Linked DNA regions of Ovis aries: region 1 is linked to region 2. A link is a contact called in public Hi-C data. All regions are on one chromosome and are shown on one strand. Each heading gives the region's core, a stretch centred on a gene start, on an enhancer-like site or on the middle of the called end of the contact. The rest is flanking DNA. Distances are from core to core; before and after follow the strand shown.

What was found. A called contact is a pair of places that touch in the nucleus more often than the background predicts.
Region 1: a contact with region 2 is called in a Hi-C map of mixed tissues, with 2.4 times the contacts expected there. The contact joins the enhancer-like site here to the promoter of TGM3 in region 2. A contact is called at or near these places in 3 of 16 Hi-C or Micro-C datasets (liver and mixed tissues).

Annotation. Positions count from the first base shown.
Region 1 is chr13:52,616,750-52,623,800 of ARS-UI_Ramb_v3.0, forward strand. No RefSeq gene overlaps it. Among named protein-coding and RNA genes, the nearest start is that of TGM3, 53 kb to the left of the region's middle. Within about 2 kb of position 2,227, at least 4 of the 54 cell types and tissues checked have an H3K27ac peak or open chromatin away from gene starts, as enhancers often do.
Region 2 is chr13:52,563,193-52,570,839 of ARS-UI_Ramb_v3.0, forward strand. TGM3 (transglutaminase 3) reads right to left here and starts at 3,614. Exons shown (of 13, transcript XM_004014391.5): 1 at 3,544-3,614. The coding sequence starts at 3,550.

The DNA.
Region 1 (7,051 bases), core at 977-3,476, 52 kb after region 2:
TGCTTCTGGACTTGCATATAGGTTTCACAGGAGATAGGTAAGGTGGTCTGGTATTTCCATCTCTTTAAGAATTTTCCCCCTGATTAGCAGTCTTTGTCATAAGTACACTACTGATGCTTCTTCCTCACCACTCTCAACATGCCCATCTTAGTCCATCTTGTTGCTGTTGAGTCGCTCAGTCATGTCCAACTTGGAAACCCCATGGACGACAGCACGCGAGGCTTCCCTGTCCTTCATCATCTCCCGGAGCTTGCTCAGACTCATGTCCATTGAGTGGGTGATACCATCCGACCATCTTGTCCTTGTTGTCCCCTTCTCCTCCTGCCTTCAGTCTTTCCCAGCATTAGAGTCTCAGTCACTTAGCAGGTGTTCACAGAGAACTTTCCAGACTACAGACAACATTTTCATGGCAGATAGGACACATTACATTTTTCTTCAGTCAAGACACTTGGAGTTAATTATTAATAAGAGCTACTGGAAAAAAGTTTGTTTCCTGATTTATCTCTGTTTTGTATTACCTATAACAAAGATTTTATGGTTGATTGAGATATCTAAATAACCAGTTTTCTTTTCTCATGAGTCACATGCATTCTAGATCTTTCTTTACTCCTAAGGGTCTAGCAACGTCCCAACCTTTCTGCCAGAATAACAATGGCCACACAACAATTGTCTAGTTGTGTGGATTTCTGGGATTGGCAGGGAAAAAGTAGGTGTGAAACCCCATCACAAATCCAGCCAGAGTAGCTTCAAGGAGAAGCAAAAGAGGGCATTTAAATATCAGATTCAAGATGCAGAATAGGTTTAGACATCAGTGAAATGTAAATCAAACCCTTGATGAGATATCACCACACCTACCATTATATAATGGCTATAATCAAAAGGACAGATAATTACAAGTGTTGACAAGGAAAGAGAATTTGGAAGCCTTGTACAGTGCTGGTGGGAATGTAAAATGGTGGAATTGCTTTGGAAAACAGTTTGGCAGTTTCTTAAAATGAAAATGTTAAACATAGATTTATCATATATATATATATGTGTGTGTGTGTGTGTGTGTGTGTGTGTGTATTATATATATATATTTATATGATCCAGCAACCTCACTCCTAGGTATATATATCCAAGAGAAATGAAACATATGTGTGCACAAAAATTGTATGAATAGTCATAGCAGCATTATTCAGAATAGCCAGAAACCAGAAATAAGCAGATGTCCATGAGCTCGTGAATGGATAAATAAGATGTGGTGTGTCACAATGGTAGACAATCTGCCTGCCTATGCAGGAGATGCAGGTTCCATCTCTGGGTTGGGAAGATCCCCTGGAGAAGGAAATGGCAACCCACCCCAGTATTCTTGCCTGGGAAATCCCATGGAAAGAGGAGCCTGGCAGGCTAAAGTTCACGGGGTTGTCAGACACGCGCACACACACCCACCCATGTCCAATAGTGGGATGTTATTTGACAATAAAAAGGAATAAATACTGGCAGATGCTAAAATATGGATGAACTTTGACAACAGTGTGCTACATGAAAGAAGCTGGTCACCAAAGATTACATGTTGTGTGATTCCTTTTATATGAAATGTGCAGAATAGGCAAGTCCACAGAAAGTAGATTAGTAGTTGCTTAGGGCTGAGGAGGGTTAGAGGGAATTGGGAGTGACTGCTCATGAGTATAGGATTCCTTATAGCATGATGAATATGTTCTAAAATTGACTGTGGTGATGGTTGCTCAACTCTGTGAAATACTGCAAAACAATTGAACTGTACACTTTAACTGAGTGGATTGTGTAGTGTGTCAACATCTCAGTAAAATACATCTCAATAAAATAGTTATACTATAAATAGATAATCAAGCAAGAATCTTATCTTGATAATAAAGGCTAAAGACTAAAGGTCTTTAACCCTAAGTGAACCTAATCATCAGTGCAAAATGGGAGATCAGTGCAAAAGGCTGTAAGGAAGGCACACTGAGAAAACCAAACCTTCAAAACAAAAGTGGATTATCTAAAAAGAATTTCAATGTCAGCTTCCTTTGGCTCCCTTAAGCCTTGTAAACCAATCTGGATTGCTCAGGATAGTAATTATGAGGCAAAAGCTAAACCTATATGAAATGCTACGTGGCAACCAAACCAAATAAAGATGTTATTGGCCATTGTGTACTCCACACCCTTAGACAACTCCCAGGTTATTCGAGGCCCTGTCTGGGAATTGTTTGCAGTGTCTGACAGCGCTCTGCCTGTTACATGGAAACCAAATCAGCTTTGCCGTCTGCCTCAGAGTCGCAGCTCACCTCTTACCACCAGTAGCAAAAGTAAAAGATGCTGTTCCCATATCTAGTAATAACCAAAAATAAAAGTTATATAAAATATAAAACTAAGTATATTTATTTTGTAATATGATATAAATATAATAAAGATCTGTTGACAATGGCAACAGAGCATACAAAATGCGTGTAACATAGAGAGGAATTATAAAATTTTACTGGAGAATAAAAAAGATCTCAATGAAAGGAACAATAAATATTCACTGTACCAGTATGGGAGGCTTCAGTACTGAAAAGAAACCAATCCCCTCGAAGTTATTCTGGAGGTTCAGGAAAATCCCAGTGAAATTTCTAGTGGAAGCAAGTGTGTGTGAGAATGTGTATGTGTGTGCACCAGTGGGCAAGCGTGTAGTATGTGAAACAAGCACTTTAGCAGGGGCACAGTCTGGACAACTTGATTCTCAACATTTCTTGAGTGAGACTAGAGCCAAGAGTTTTTTAAAAAATAGGAACAATGAGAGTGGGATAAAAGATTAGCCTACAGAATTAGAAGAGCAGAAGAGAGTCCAGAAATAGACCCTCATATTTGTAAGAAATTTGTAGATGGTGTTGGGATGGCTGCCTAGTGTGAGAGGCCATGACTGGCCTGCTCCTGGGACAGCACGAGGCTGGAGAGGTTCTCCAGAGCAGGGAAAGCCCTTGGGTCAGATTGGAAAGTCCTAGGTCTGTGACACAGTTAAGCTAATCTGAGAACAGGAACCCAGACATCAGGACATCTAGACACGGAATCTATGTTGGGAGGGACAGAGTAGTTACATTGCTGCATAAGGCAGGGTTGGGAGCTATTGTATTAATAATATGCCTGCCCACAATACTGGGAATAATAACTCAAGCAGAGGAGATACAGAAGCTCCCCCAAATCCTAATCTCTGCCACCCTAGGTAGCCTCAGAGACAGAAGGTGGGCTGTGAGGAACTATGAGAGATTTCCATCAAGGTACCCTTCACCTGGGTTCAGTAAGCACTTGCCCTCACTGACTATATCCGAATGTCTGATTTTTATGCATCCAGAAACAAACAGGAGCCTTGGCCTCTCACAAGTCTCCATTTGGAAAAGTTGATCTCTCCCTTAATTTGTTGACAAAGATTAATTCCAAATAAATTAAACTTCTGATGTAACAATCCAACTTCTAGGAACCTCACCTATTGCAATGCTCATAAAAAGTATAAGACATACATAAAGGAATATTCATTACAGCAAAGCTTGTATTGGCTCAAAGAGTGGGAAATAGTAGTCCTGGTAATAGCTAACAGATACTGAGGACTTACCATGAGTCTGGCTTTGCTGGAAGTCTTTACCGAGGGCCTCATTTGACCTGTGCCACACCCTGACCCGAGAAGTGGGATGATCGGTTCCATTTTACAGACAGGGAAACGGTGGCACTGAAAGGGGGGGGGGCGGTGTCACATAGCTGCTTTGACTCTAGATATTTGACTGCAAAGTTCATGCTCTTAAGCTGTACTTCTCACTGTGCTTCCATGCCTGCTGTCACTTCAGTCATGTCCAACTCTTTGCAACCCCGTGGACTGTAGCCCACCAGGCTCCTCTGTCCATGGGATTCTCCAGGCAAGAATACTGGAGTGGGTTGCCATGCCCTCCTCCAGGGGATCTTCCTGACCCGGGGATCGAACCGGCGTCTCTCATGTCTCTTGCAGTGGCAGACAGGTTCTTTACCACGAGCACCACCTGGGAAGCCCCAGTCTTCCTCACTGCCTCAGCCCAAATGTCTATGACACATTCACTCATTCATTCATTCAAAAATGTTTCTTGAGCACTACTCTAGGCTAGGCACTGGAGACAGCGAAAAAAGTAAACACGGTCCCTACCTTCACTGAGCTTACAGTCTAATGGCGGGGGGAAAGACACAAAAGCTTAATGTAATGAGTGCAAATAGGTCACACGATGAACCCAGGGTTCTGGGAAGGCTTCCCTGAGGAAGTCACATCAGAGCTGAGATCTGGTGGGGCAGTAGTAGGCTGGGGCAGGTAAGGGTGTGTGTGTGTCTGTGTGTGTGCGCAGAGAACAATATTTGTAATGATCCTGTGACATGAGGGAGTGTGAGGTAAACACTTATACCAGTAACTATAAATGCTATTTTAAGGCCCTGGCTTCTGAGAAACCTACGCATGTCACCCTGTTTTCTCCCAACCCGAGAATACTGGCGCTGGGTAGGGTGGAGGGCGATGGCGGTTTTGCCCAAGTCCGGAATATATGCCTCCAGGGCTTGGCAGGGAAGCAGGTGCAGATACGTCCAGTTCCTGGGCGGGGGCTTGGCATGCTTCGCCTGCAAACGGCACCTTTGGAGATACACATCTGCAGGAGGGAATGAGTCTAATCTGGCCTGGAGGGAGGCCACTCCTCCAGATAAGAGAGACAAATTCAGATGGGTACAGACGACCAGAGACAGACTCATGTTCAAAGGACTATGCCGTGGGCACAGCTGGGAGGTCCTGGCTGCTTTCTGAAGTCAGATACAATCGTGCATCTGCTCTTCGCTGAAAAGCAAGCTTCCATGAGCACTGAGCAGGGGTAAGGCACAGGCTTGCCTGCTGCAGGCAGTTGAAAGAAATACTGTTCTTCCATATCTCATAGGGCTTCAAATCCTTTTTGAAATAAGAAGCAGTAAAAATAAACATAACACTTGGAAAATGCAAGGCATACGCACATAAAAAGATAAAATTCTACACAAAATATATTACAAATATAACCATATGAAACAAACCAACCAAAATACCATAAATAGGACAGGGGAGAAATATTCTTAAAAAAGAGTGTAAATTATGTTTTGCCTTTTAAATGTGAAATTATATAAGGGTTTTCCTACTTTTTGTATTTCCTAAAGTTCTAAAATAAACACAGACTACATTTTTGATGGCAAGAAGAGTAACTTTATTTAAATCCTGTAATTAATGCAGTCAGATTCTCATTGAGTGCCTCTTGTACCAGGCACGGTTCTAGGCTCTGGCATTCAATAGTGTGTGTTTGACATGACATCGCAAGGATCAGGAAGGTCTGCTTGGCAAAGGCAGAGGGAGGAGGGGGGAGGGAGGCGCTTGGGTGAGGGGCCGGGGAAGGTGGCAGGAGGAGGGGCGGAGATTATAGGGTAGTGGGATCCTGTAGGCCCTTTAGAACATGAAAAGATTTGGGACTTTACTCTAAATGGGTTTAAACAAAGCAAGAGTTAAAAGCCCTTGCAGGAGAGAGAGCAAAACGGCATATAACGGTATGGTTCAGATGTCACAGTGAGGAGGGCAAGGGCCCTAGGCAGAAGAGAGAGGAAGGCTTCATAGACACAGTAATCAGCAAGGTGGGCAACAAGGAAGGTGGTATTCACACCGAAGATAAGGAAGGCCATTCTGGAAGGAGGACACCTATTTTGTCGCAGCACTTTCTTTAACAAATTCAAAATCAAAAGCTCAATATTACAAATACATATTTTAAAGGAAGGAAGTTCTGTGTTAATAATGGACAACTAGGCTTTTATTGGAGATTAAAAACACGCCAAAAAGTTTTGGAAATTTGCAAGCTGCTGTCTGATACAATTGTTTCCGTAAGAACTCAGAATATGTTAAGCCTCTTGGCTCTTCACGAAATGTCCACCCCAGGGAGGAGAAAGAAATTCTGCTTAGAGGGCAGCTCAGCACCTTTGCAAACCTGTGAAACAATAAGGAAGAACTTTCCATTCCTTCCGCCACCCCCTGGCATTCTTGGCACCTGCTAAGAGGGACCTGCCCAGCCATCAAACACAGCCTTGTAGTTGAACATGACACAAGCATTAGCCATGTGTTCCGAAAAGACTAGCTGAGCTTTACTCCTAAAGTCATCATACAAGGGTACAATTTCAGAGCACTTCAGACCCAGGTAAAGCGCCAGGCACAATACTGCGTCACTCAACAAGCAATTACTGCATAGGACCAAAGGAAGAAGACAAGTGGGGAGGAGGCCATGGTGCTCTTATGAGAAGTAACAGAAGAGTTCTTGTTTTACGTTCCCCTACCAAATGCAAGGTGACCTAGACCCAGCATTTCTAATCCCCAACCCGGCCACAGAAGGCAGCCAGGTGAGCTCATTCCTTCCCCAGATCTAGCAAGAGTCCCTCCACCAACACCAGGGGAGCCTGGAAGCACTAGCAAGTAGAACAGATTTGGAGCCTTCCTGGGCAAAACGTGCAGCCAGGGAAAGTGCTCTGCTTCTCTGCTGGCCTGGACACTTCCAAGTCCATCAAGGGAATATTGGGATGGTGGGTGGGACTGGCAGGAGGGACTCTGACATCACAAGCAGACTGCCCAGGAAGTATCCTTGTCCCTGTGGACTTCAAACTCCATTCCCCCATCCAAAGATGGGGGTAGGCAGGTGATATCGACAAGAGGGATTCTGCCACAGCAAGAGTATGGCCTAAGAAGCCTTTTTGTCCCTTTGGGCCTTGTCCCTTCCCTAACTGAGAGACACTACGGCCCTTTCCTCACCTATAGGCAGCACCAGCAGGGTCCTATGGGAACAGCATCAGATAAACCAAGCAGAGCCAAATAACATTGCAAAGGCTCTGAAAATTAAACTGCCAATGACACTACAGCCCACCAAAGTAAGCGAGGACCTGTGTGCTAAAGCTGAGCACAATGAACACCTCCTAAAATTTTAAAAAAAAAAAAAATGTAAATAGGACCTCAAGTATCCTAACACAGTAGACAGTATGTCCAGGAAATAATTTTTAAAAAATGTATTGCATCAGA
Region 2 (7,647 bases), core at 2,364-4,863:
CTGGCACCTGGGTTCCTGTCCGTGGTACAGATGTCTTAGGATCCCACGCATAATAGCACCAGCGACACAGGCGAGAGAAGGGTTTGAGCTTTTCCTGGGCTGCCATGGAGGACCTCAGATGGGCAGACAAAGTGCTGAGTGTTTTTCTTGCATATGCCTCTCACAGTTACAAACCTGTCTGATGTGGTCATTCCCATTTCACAGATGAGGGATTTGAAAGTCCAGTCAAGTGTCATCACTTGCCAAACATCACACACTCAGGCAGAGACTGGCCCAAGCTCACACTGATGCCGGTGCAGCCTGACCATGTGCCACTCCAGGCTGCACCCTGCATCTAGCCGAGGTGGTGGTGGTAGCAATGGGCACAAGTCCAGGAAGCTGCCAGGGAGAGGGGAACACCCACAGCCTCCCCCTTGCCTCGACATTACACGGTTCGCATGAGAGAGGAAGGAAGGACTCCTGGCCCCCCTTCACTTCCAGAGAGAGTTTCAAATTTCTTAAACCCTTGACATGCACGAGGACCACCTGGAGAGTTCATATTAACCTCATCCCCACCACTGGGACGGCGCTGGTTTCTTAGACTTTACTGGTGATTCTAATATGGAACCAGAGCTGGAGTTGAGAACCACTACCTTAAGCCTAGACAGTGTCTGTTTACACTATGCAATCAAAGCTACTTTCCACGAATTCTCTCCCCCAGGCCACATGGCCACTCTGAGTGGGAGGCAGGGGGGCAATCACTATCTCCTATTTACAAAGGAGGAAAACAGGCTGAGACGGAGGACTGCAGATCTTTCTGAGCACCTTTCGGCCCCTACCAAGATGAGGGGCCTTATTCCCTCGACTTCCATACAACGGGGAAAGCGTTTCCTCTCTTCATCTCACACCCAGGCCGGCATGCGGGCCCTGGGGACGAGAATGATTGCCCCATCTATGGAGCACAGCCCAGCGGGGTGGAGGCTGAGCTGGGAAGTGATCTGAGGTGAGCAGAGCAGCAGGGACACAAGCGTGGGGGCCTGGAAATGGAGAAGGAGCGGCCAGCCTCTCAGCTCCCAGGAAACGTGCAGACCCACAGCCCAGAATGACACGGGTCCTCTGTAGGCTGGGGCCTGAAGCCAGAGAGGGTGGGTCCTGAAGCCAGCACTCTGCCCAGATAAGCTGCTGATGGGGACACTCACCGCCCTAGTGGGACAGGGCGCCTGTCCCCGACACAGAAGTGCCGGGCTCCCAAGGCAGAGGTCTGCATCCATGTTTGACCCTTGAGGACTCTGCCACAGGGCCTCTACATGGCCTCGAGGATGGGGAACCCCTTCACACTGGGCCCAGCATCTGTGTCCACAGCTTGCATGTCTGTCCATTGTGGGGCTCTGGCCTTGGTGTGTGGAAGGCAGAGGGTGCCAACCACTTTGGGTAGAAGGCTGCCAGGCCTTCCTCCACCATGTCATCCACCCCAGCCCAGGCTGCCGTCTCCACTGGGAGGCGGAATAATCACACCCTACAGATTCCAACAAGAACCTTAACCTGGGAGCCAGAAACAGCCCTCTTGCACCAGCACGCTGCAACCCTGCTAGTTCCCTGGGTCACACGCACCCGACCACCCATGTTTCTTTTCCTGTTCCCTCCTCCCAGAATACTCCTCACCCCACAAAACTACTTCTGACCAAGTCCAACTCATCATCCATACCAGTGCTACCTGGTGCTACCTGGGGCCTAGGGTCTCCCCTACCTTAAACCGCCCCCAGGGTTAATCCCTTCCTCCTCTTGGCCCCTGGTAAGTGCTTGGACATGTAACACAACCTAATGACAGTCCACTGCGAACCCACCATGGAGAAAGACTGCCCTCTCGATCTCTATGCTCCCGCTGCGCCTTGTGGCTCCTTCCCTGAGTGTCCAGTAAGCAAACTCATTCATTCAGGAACTCAGGAATTCATTACTGAGCCCTGCCTGGCTGCATGACTGGGACAGGCCAGGAACCACAGGTGTGACAGCTTCAAGGGAATGAAGATGTTTCCTTGTCTCTCTTTTTAAAAAATTGATTTTCTCTGAATTGACCATTGTCCACATTTCTCTGCGACCTTGGGGCATCTGGTGGAGCCAGAAGTTGAGTCTTAAGAGCACAGTGTCCCTAGGAGTCACAGACATGGACACACTGGGCCCCTGGGGATGCCTGCAGGGCTCTCAGTGGGCAGGCTGCTGTGGGTGCACACGCCCCAGGGCTGAGCCCCTGCTGAAGCCCATCGCCCTCCGCCCCCTGTTTCCTTTCATGAAAGAGAGCAGTCAGTACTGGAAGGAACCTGGAAGTCCCCCCATTTCAAGCTCTTCATCTTGAATCGGGAGCTGGAGGCTCAGCAGCAGCAGTTGGTAACAGAGTTCAAATGAGAAACCAGGTTCAGTATTGCTTTCCATGTCACAGATTTCACCCGCGGTCATGGATGAGCTTGGAACTGGTGGCAGAAGAGGTGCTACTAAAACCGAGTCTGGGCCCAGCTACCAAATTTCTGTGGGTCCCAGGTAAGGGCCAACTCATCCTCTGGCAGGAGGGAAGTAGGGAGGGAGATGGCCTATCCTCTCTTGCTAAAGTCTGCAGAATCCAAGGTTCCCTTCTTAGCAGCCCAGCACTGTTGCACGTTCATGGGAAGAAGTCCAGGATAAGGGAAGAGTCCATTTTTGCAGCCACCCTGTCCTGGTCTTTGTGATCTCTGAAGTAACCAGCAGTCCCCTTTTGCATCATGCTCAGCAATTTCTTGGGCAAACCTTCCTGCAGCCTTAACCTCCATTCACAATATTTTACTGGTTTGACTCATGCCTTGTTTGGATTTGGCGTCGCTGCCAACCCACTAGGCTGAGCACCCACGACAGGCAATAATTAGCCTGCTGCTGAGCAGGGGCGCTGTCTAAGCAGAGCCCAGTCCTCACAGTGGCCACAGAGTCAGAGAACCCGTGCTCCCCAGCAGCGCTTTTTCACTCCCTTCCCTGGTGCCGCTCTTGGGAACTGTCCTCGGCATACCTGCTCCTTCTGCTCCTGGTGGTTTCACTCATCAAGTCACTTTCAAAGAGCCTGCCAGTGCTTGCGGATGTGTAGTTTACTTAGGAGCATTCCAGCACTGCTGATGGTTTCTGTTAAACCGACTTACACGCTGTCACTCCCTCCCTCCCTTGTAGCTCTGAGACGTGCTTTTCTTGGCCTATATTACTAACAGCTGGTAAAATGACACTGAGAAACACGGGAAGCAGGTGCCAACTGGCTTGAAAGGGCAAAGCTTGTCTGTCTAGCTAAGGGGATATGCCTCTGGCTGCACTGAAGAACCTGCCCTTTACCCAGGACTTCGTCCCAAACATGCTCTAACCCTGAGACCACACTAGAGGGACTAGGCAGGCATGGAGAAAGAGTTGCCTCTGAAGAGAACCTTCCAAAAAAACCAGGCTCTAGCTGTCAGAGCCCCGAAGGCAGCTGTCACGAGCTGGGCACTCTGGCCTCTCAGTCGGCCCGAGAGAAGCATGGGAGTCCAGCGGGGACTGGCAGAGAAGATGTCATGCACTCACCAGACATGTTTCGCTTTCCTCTGCCTCCTCTCTGGCTCGGCTGGGAAGGGCACGGATGGTGTGGGGAGACTGACTGCCTTGCTGGGATCGCCTTACCATTTATAGAAGCCTCTCCTACACACCCCAATTAGAATTCTAATGAGGTAGGCGAGGCACCAGGTCATTCCTGTAGTGCCTGTAAACGTTTCACTTACGACATACTTGTCACCCAATGGAAGGTCATACCTGCTTGTGCAAGACCAGTTTGGGAAGAAGAGGGGAGATAAGGAAAAAAAAAAAAAACACAAAAAACGCAGAGTTTGATTTTATTATTTGTTTCAAGATGAACTACTTCCTGGATCACAGGATTCAGGAAATGATGTAATGCTTTTCTTGAAGTAGCTTGTCCAGAGCAGATGCTGAGAAGTCCCTTGGGGGTCAAAGAAAAGTCTCTGCAGAACCTAAAGCAGAAAATTGCCTAATGCTTTCTCACCGTCCTCACATGCCGGTGGTCTCCGTTTGCACGAGGGGCGTGAGATACTCATCACAGTTCACTGTACAGGTTGCTGTGTGCCAGAAATGGCGTGTGATTGGTGGTTAGAAACATTCGGTTCCAGTGCTGGCTAGGTCCTGGGCCATCACTGGACCTTGAAGTCTTGGAAGCCTGGTCTGTGAGTTGAGGGAAGGCCCCACCCACTCTTCGCAACTCAAGATGTGGGGGAGTAATCAAATGAAGTGATGTGAGTGGAAAGTGCCTGGATGTGTACTGTATGGATTAAATCCAGTTGTCATCTGGAATGAGATGTCAGTTTAACTACAGATGTGGGGTAGGGGTCAGTGTTAGTCATTCAGTTGTGTCCGACTCTTTGCTATTCCTTGAACTGCAGCCAGCTAGGCCCTTCTGTCCATGGAATTCTCCAGGCAAGAGTACTGGAGTGGGCTGCCATTCCCTTCTCCAGGGGATCTTCCCAACCCTGGGATCGAACCTGGGTCTCCCGGGAGTGGGGGGAGGGAGGATTATTCTTTTCAGTGAGGCAGCGAGGACGGCCAGTGAAGCTATACTGTGACAAGACTTCATTCTGTTCTGCCACGTGTTGTCTGTAAAACTGGAGGGCAAGTCACGGACCTTCTCTGAGCCCAGCGTCTACACCAGTTTTAAAAAAATAAGAGGGGGGAGACTCTCATTCTACATTTTTTGTTTGCTTGTTTGTTGTTTTAAGGGTATAGAAATATATATATCTAAAGATCCTATGGTGGCTGTGTGCAAGTTCCAAGCTTTCCTGTGGTAGACAAGGGAGTTTTAAAAAACAATGATAATGCTCCAAGGGTTTGTGACCGAGAGGACACTTCTCAAGGCTTCCGCCAGACTTGGAGTGGGAAGGAAGCACCATGACACAATTAGGTCTTTAGGGAGAAGATGGGAACGCTGGACCCTGAGAAGGATGAGACTGAATAAGGCGGATGGGAAAAAGGAAATCCACGTCATCTCCCTGTCATCTGGGCTCCCACAGCACTTGGTACACTTTAGGACCTCTCTTACCATATGCGTCTGCCTGCACTGGGGCAATCTGATTACGTCTATCCCCATCACTCACTCTCAAAAGGTCCAGGCTATGTATTACTCACGTCTTCTCAGAACTGAACATGGGCTTGTCACATGGCAGGAGCACACCTATTTTTGAATGAGTGGATCAATCAATCGATGTAAAGATGGAAATAATTCCCATCAGTGTAGAACCCAACCTGGGTAGACATTGGCTAAACACTTTACATGTATCACCTTCTCTTGTCTTCAGATCAGTCCTATGGCACAGGTACCATTACTTCTGCTGTCCTACAGGAGGGAGAAATTCCCACCCCTGTGTGAGCGACTCCAGAGTCTTTCTGCTTAACCTGGAGGTTGGCTAACTAAGCGAGGTGGTACGTCAGCCTCTCCCAGGCCTCTGGCCGCTCTGCATCCGTGACCCCATGGAATGTGGCCACTGCTGGCTCTGGCAGATGACCCACAAGAGAGCAGAGCGTAGAGAGGTGACAGCAAAGTGAGCTGGACCCTGATCAGCAGCTGGGTGTGTGGCGTGGGTCCTGGCGCCTGCCATGGGATTGGCTGAGACTCTGGGCAAGGGTCTCACTACACTGAATCAGTCCTGCCAGAAACCCAAGAGCTGTGTGAATCCAAGGGAATGAGTGGATGTAAAGGGCTGTGCATGCCCTCAAGAGAGGGATAAAGAAATGGAGGGAGGAGTTGCTTATTACTGCTGCTGTTGTTGGCCTGAGAGCCAATAACTGGACCCTTGGCATCCCTTTCAGTGACCTGGCAGGGAAACCTGTCACATGACAGGCAGGCAGCTCTGCCCTTGTACTCTGAGATCACACAGATCTGGGTCCAAACTCTGGCTCTGACATAGACCTCCTGTCAGAGTCCTGGTTTCCACATCGGTAAAGCTTAGCTAGAAGCTCAGGGAGGGTCAAAGGAGAGCATGAACCTAAGTGCTCAGCACCGCCTCTGGCACCACTCAGTGTAGCCCCTTAGTGCTGATGTTATTGGTATTCTCACTGCCCTTAAAGCACTCCCAAGTGTCATAGATTTTGTGATGGGACCCACAGTGTGGACAGTGGTGCCTGCCCACCGACCCCTTGGCCTCCTCTTGGAAGGATCTGTAGCTGATCACTCTTGACCGCAAGGTGATGTGGCAGAAAGATGCCCACGCTGGATTCAGAAACCCCGACTGAAAGCCGGGCTCTGGGGCTTTTTGTGTGGTTTGGCAGAGTCATTTTCCTTCTCTGAGCCTCAGTTTTCTCGCCAGCCTACCCAGACACCTCTCAGCACTGTCGTGAGGCTTCAAACCCTGAAGTCACAGATATGACACTCCCCTATAGATAGGGTGGTGCTGGGTTGCCTCCTCCCTGCCTGCCACTTGCTTGCTGGGCTCCCTGCAGCTTCTAACTGCCCAGCAGCAGGGCCTTGTGTCCTCAAACTGAGTCGACTCCCTGTTAGCAGCTGGAGGATTGCACCATGGCTGCAGCCGCAGCCCCAGCCTGCAGGCGGGCCGTAATTTGCATGCTGTCACAATTTCAGCTAAATGATTTTCAATTCACAGGTGGAGTCACCCAGCTACACGCAGGATGAAATTCCTGCTTGGCCACCCCCTTTGCACCTCAGACTCCAGTTAGAATGGAACATGCAAATATGGACTTAAAAAAAAGAGAGAGAGAGACACTAATTGATCATTTGCCTTTTTTCTTCCTCTAATTAAGAGATTTAGAGTTGCTGAAAATTTCACAACACATGTAAAGGTACGGAACCTTATAAGAAGTCATCTAACCCCCAGCCAGTCTCCCATAGTAAGAATCCTGTTTCCTGATACATTTCTCTTGCAAACTCCGGTGACAGGGAATGCACAGTCTCAAAGCAGTTACAGGCAGCTCTGCCTGTAACATCCATGTCGGGGATGATTCTGCTTAAGGCACATCCTCCCCCTTCCTGTTTCACAGGAAGTCTGTGAGGGCCGGGGCTTCACTGTATGCTTCACTGCTCCATCCTCAGTGCCTCACTGTGCCCAGCACATGTGGTGGGCTCTCAGTAACTGGAGTTTAAAGTGCAATGAGAGAACTAGAAAGTTCCTCCTTTTTTTTAAACTTTTTATTTTGTATTGTGGTATAGCTGATTGACGATGTTGTGATGGTTTCAGGTGAACAGCAAAGGGACTCAGATATACATATGCATGTATCCATTCTCCCCTCCCATCCAGGCTGCCACATAACATTGAGCAGAGTTCCCGGTGCTATACAGTGGGTCCTTGTTGGTTATCTATTTGAAATACAGCAATGTGTACATGTCCATCCCAAACTCCCAAACTATCCCTTCCCCTCATCCATAAGTTCTTTCTCTAAGTCTGTCTCTCTGCAAATTCCTCCTAAAGAGTCTATCTCCCTTGAGCTTCTGTCTGTTGATCTTCACTGCTTCTCCTCCATCCATTACTGATCCCAAATGAACCCACCCATCCCCTCTTCACCCAACAAAGACCACATGCTCCCCCAAATCTGGCAAACAAACAAACAAAAAAAAACCCTTCCCTCCCAACAAGTCTCTTCTTCTTCAGATTAAGCATCAGTTTCTCCAATCAT